2 separate regions of the Mus musculus genome follow, and region 2 is linked to region 1. A link is a contact called in public Hi-C data. All regions are on one chromosome and are shown on one strand. The core of a region is the stretch at or near the end of the contact, and the rest is flanking DNA. Distances in the headings are between cores, read along the strand shown.

Evidence for each region. Hi-C and Micro-C count contacts between places; a contact is called where the count stands out from the background.
Region 2: a Hi-C map of pre-B cells shows a contact between it and region 1, with 7 times the contacts expected there. The contact joins the promoter of 1810010H24Rik here to the promoter of Nsf in region 1. A contact is called at or near these places in 1 of 39 promoter capture datasets (second pharyngeal arch cranial neural crest) and 1 of 484 Hi-C or Micro-C datasets (pre-B cells).

The regions. Positions count from the first base shown.
Region 1 is chr11:103,952,766-103,955,358 of GRCm38.p6, forward strand. Nsf (N-ethylmaleimide sensitive fusion protein) reads right to left here and starts at 1,291. Exons shown (of 21, transcript NM_008740.4): 1 at 1,205-1,291. The coding sequence starts at 1,216.
Region 2 is chr11:107,024,560-107,027,152 of GRCm38.p6, forward strand. It overlaps 1810010H24Rik (RIKEN cDNA 1810010H24 gene), which reads left to right and starts at 1,310. Exons shown (of 4, transcript NM_001372502.1): 1 at 1,310-1,410. The coding sequence starts at 1,335.

The sequences.
Region 1 (2,593 bases), core at 41-2,540:
GTAGGCAAATGAGAGTCAACACACACAGAAAATCACCAGACTTTGCCACTGGGGGAAAAAAAATGGTTAGAGGAAAAGTCTGTGGGGGCAGAGGGAGGGTTTAAGAGACCAGTGCATTCCAGAAGGGCTGATGATTCAGGAGAGGGGCTCCTGAGGAGGCAAAAACAGACCCTGAAATAGTTAAAAGGGTCAGCTTGAGATAAAAGGGGGATTATGAAAAAAGGAAGAGAAAAAGATGGAGCTAGTCTGATGACCTCTACCGTCTCTTTGGGACTTTAGAATCTCATGACCTACAATTCTCTTTAGACAGGACATTTACATATATGCATACATGTATGCAAACTTATTCAAATATTCAGGTGTAAGTGAATCAGTCAAGCACAACGTTAGTCTGTAATGACGCAGTTAATGTCCCCAGGTTTCGAACAGGGCAATCTCTGGGCAGGATCCATCCATCAGCGATATTAGCTCTGATGCCTACTGCAATAACAGCAGTGACCTGGCCCCATCTCTCCTCGCCAACCCCAATCCTACCCCGCCGTCCTACGAGCTTAATGGGGAAGTAAAATGTAAATCCCTGAGACTACAACACAGCCTGCTGCATTCGAATCGACTGTCATTTAGAAAAACAAAACGTGACACCCCAAGTCCATCTGCACGAAAGACATTGCTGCTTCACAGCTGATATGTTTCTCCCCAGGAGATGGTCTAAGGTTAGCCGTAAAAGTAATTTGCAGACCTCCCCTCCTCTTTTCATAACATTCATTTAGGAAGAACTAGAAATGGGTTCCCACACCCTCGCCCTGACTGCAGCAGACTACACCCCGCGGTTATCCGGCAGTGCCACCTCAGAAACCCTCGGAGGAGTGTGGAGGGCACACAGCGCTCGTCAGAGGGGGGCTCCAGTGGCCACTACCCTCAAGATGCTTGAAGGACGAGAGAAACGAGCCCCAGGGGATGACAAGGGAAGCACTGGAGACCCGGGGGACGAAGAGACAACCCTCGGGGAGGACAGAGTTTCTGAGCAGAGCTAATCCCCTGCCGCAGCTACACTGTCTCGCCTCCAGCGTTGCTCTGACCTCCCTTCCTTCAGCGTTCCTGGGTGCTCAGCCTCGCGCCCCTTCCCCGGAGCCCTCGTGGACCTCGCAGCAGTCGCGACCTCGGGCGATCCGCTGCGAGCCCGGGCTGCCCGGCCGCCACTCACCCGGCCCGCCATCTTCGCGGACACGTCCGGCTCCCAGGTTGCAGCTCCGCACTCTGCTGAGCCCGCCTCCGCCGCGCGCGTGCTCGCCGGCAGCCGGCCCTCGCGCAGGCGCGCAGCCGCCGGGAGGCCGCGCCCGCGCCCGGCCGCGTCCCCGACGCCCTTCCCCATCCCGTGCGAGCGCGCAGTCCGAGCACCGCCATTTTGGCTGAAGACAAGCTGGCCGCCTCACTGCTACCCGGTTTTCACAAAGCTGGCCACGTGGCCTTTTAATGGACTTTTAGCTTTCTGCTTCCAGACCTCTTAAAACAGAATGCGCCGAGAAAACCCCGCGTGGTTGCTGGCCTTTCCCCCAAAGGGGACTGTGGAGGGGGCGCGCAATAGCTAAAAGCTGGTTCTGAATTCGGATTCTATTCGAATCCGAGCTTTTCTTTGCAGGCACACTTGTTTTGAGAGTGAATCATAATTATATATGCGCTAGCTTTATAGTTCGATATTTTCATTTATAAGCACAACTTCTATCTTTTTTAAGGTGTTTGTTTGTTCGTTTGTTTTAACGTGCATTGGTATTCCGCCATCCACCTCTGCATGTTCAAAACTCTATTTTGAGTCCTCAGGAAAAAAAAAAAAACAATGCCACAGAAAAACTAAAATGATTTGGATAAGACAAAATACCAGAAGATAGTTCTATAAGCAGCACAGCAGTAAAAGTCTCACACAGGAAACAAGACAGGTGTACCCTGTCCTGCCAAGGCTGAAAGTGAGACTTTTAGCATGTAGCAGGACTTCAGGGTTAAGGAGGAATGTTTGACATAGCCTCCTCATATCCGTTCCCTTATGTCCTCTTCAGCACTTTTCTCTAAAGTACTCTTGGGTCCCCTTACAAATATATAATGTCATTTAAAATGTATGCAACATGTAAAAATAAGACATGATATCTATGAGAATACATGAGATATTCAATAAGATTACTCCCTAAAAGGAAAAGTAAAGTTGGAGGAACCCTCTTAGAGGAAAGTCTCTGGGATGGAATGGGTACCTCTTCCTGGGAGCAAACCTGAAGACCTTGAAATACTCTAAAAGGGAGATACTAGGGGTAGGGGGTGCAGCCTAATCAGTCCTGAGAAGCACTCAGCAGGCCCAGGGAACAGCAAACAAAAGGGTGTACACACCGACAGGGATAAAAGGGAGCTACAGGGGTATTTCCTATGCTAGGGTGGTCAAGATAGGGACCAGTTTTTAGTAACTGGTAAGTCAGTAAGTCAGAACCATTCACACTATCAATATCTTCACTGTAATGAGTGTCTCTAAGAAAGGACTCAGAACTAAGCAAAAATTATATTTGCTCAAGAGTTACCTCTCTTTCCAAGAATTCTGTACAGGATCTACGTT
Region 2 (2,593 bases), core at 60-2,559, 3.1 Mb after region 1:
ATAGGCTCCACCACTCCTCATGTATGAAGTGCAAGCAATCCAATCCGGCACTTCCTGCCTCTAAGGCAGGCATTTTACTGACTGAGTTACATCCCTCATGTTATTCTTCGGGCAGCTGAAGTTGAGCCAGTTGAGCCATAACTCCTACCTCAGAGAACAAACTGATGGGTCTGTGTACCTAGTCTGCCTCCTAGTCTCTTCAGAAGATGGAGACCTGCCTCTGTCTGCCTGAGTGTTCCCACTCTGTAGTTTCTGAGACCCCCAAGACTCTACTCAGTCCACCAGCACTCTAGCGTCAGGCCCCTGGATCAGTGACGCAGAACCCTGAGGCTTCCTCAGCAACTCTGTGTACCTCACACCAAGCCATTCGCGCCTTCGTGCATCTGTTTGGGTTTGAAGCTGTGGACCGAGAATTAGTCCCGAGGCTTCAGACCTGTTCTGGAGAAATGATACCCTAATCTCCCCACCCCCACCCCTTGACAAATGACGGTTTTATTTCATCTGAGTGGAAAAGCCTTTCCCTCAGGACCGATCGAGCTGTGATGCTGTGTCAGGAAGCTGAACATAAGCAGCAAAGGAGTTTGCTTTTCTTAGACACAATAAAAACTGCCTGTTCCCAAGCAGTGAGATGCCCCCAGCATTGGAAAGGTGGTTTGCCAATCTTTAGGCATTCAGTATACACTTGGTGAATGTGGCCAACTGAATACTAGTTATCAATGGATGGGTGGAGGGAGAAAAGAGGGAAGGAGAATGGGAAGGGGGCAGAGGAGAGGGCTGTCAAGAAAAAAAAAATTTGCTCACACCCCCCCCCCCGACCCCCCGGCCCGTTTCTGACTCTAGAATATCAAGATTGCATATACAGTCAAACAGCTTTGCCAAACTTGGTTTGTCAGGCAATTGCCTCACAGGTCCTGGAATGCGTTTTTTTGTCATCCGGAGTCCCCTCCCCTCAACAAGCTCAAGCTATTCTAAGCGCTAATTTATTTGTTGTTGATTTCATCACTCGCGTTCCTTCAGCCCCCTCAAAACCCTCACTCTCCCCTAGCCTGTCACCTCACCCCAAGCACACCACCCACCCGGAGCAAGAGCTCAAGGCCGTGCTGTTCTCCTGGCCCACAGAGCCCAGTCCGGACCACACATCCGACCCCCCTCGGAAAGAGGGAGAGATCCCCGCCGCTCCGTTTTGTTTCAATGGTCTGTGCAGCCAGCTATGCTCGTTTCCCCAAAGGCTGCCCCTCATTAGCATGAACGGGGGTGGGGGTGTGTGTGGGGGGAGAGGAAGCGAGCCAAAGCCCTCGCTGCGTTTTCCAGCCTGGGGAACCCTGTCTACAAAAATGACAGCTCGAGCCCTCTGGCTTCTCTGTTTGATCGTCGGATGGTCCCCCGAAGCCCCGGTGGCGGAGAGAAAAGGTGAGGTCGCTAAAATGCAGCGCCCCAGGGATTGGGAAAGGGGCGAGACGCAGGGCGGGACGAGCCAAGGGTCAGAGCCTGCGGGACAGGCGACTCCGGGTCTGCGTGCGTGCCAGAAAGCAGCGACAAGGGTCTCCCAATATTTCATGTCCCTTGGCAGCCTTTTCAGAAGGAAAGACGGGTTCAGCTGCTGAAATGATCTCGTGCGAGCCAGGCAAGCTGGAGAAAACTTTGCATGTTAAATAGCTGCATCCGGAGGAGGGAAAGTGTCAAAAGGGGTCGCGGCGCGCTGTGGACAGGCTCCCAGGCTTGGGATGGTGACACAGGCCAGCAATGGTGCGACAACTCTGGGCATTCTACTCCTCTCTCGCAGCTCTGGTATAGCCTCTGGTATACCTGAACCTTGATAACACTCTCTCTCTCTCTCTCTCTCTCTCTCTCTCTCACACACACACACACACACACACACACACAAATCAGGCAGTCTTGGCCAGGTGGTGTTTTTGTTTTGCTATTGTTAGGATATTTTGCTCATCTTACTGTCTCTGGGAATAATAGCTTCCACACCTAACTGGGCAATTTATTTTAGGTCATTTTATTGTTGTTGTTCCACACGGAAATTGAACGACTTCATTGGCATTTAACTCCACATTAGACCATCTTTTCCATGACAACAGATGGTGGTCTAGAGGGGAAGCAGCTGAGGTCAACAGTTGACAGGAGTTGGATAGCCACCAGAACTTTATCTATCGGCTATGCATGGTGTGCAGGTTTAACATAGGGAGGGAGTCAGATCCAATGGCTTTGCAAAAACACAAACTGTGTAACTAACCATTCCTGCTGGGAGAAAGCTGATTTTTTAAGATTATTCATTTGGCAAGATGCATCATTATAAAGGAAGTGCTGTCAAGGCTGCAAGGGGCACAACAAGCTCTTTAATGCAAACGAGGGAAAGTAGGTTGTGGGGCTGTGCTTGGCTGAAGGAGCACTGGGAGGTGGTGAGATTGCATCCCTGGACATGCAAAGTTGCCCAGACTTGAAGCTGTGCTCCAACCTGTATGCAGAGCTGAAGAAAATCATTAATAAAATTTAAAAAGGTGTATTGATATTCGGGAGATTTCCTAATGGGGAGGGGTAATGCTTTTATAATTACTCAGGGGCCTCTGCCTCCCAGCCAAGCTTT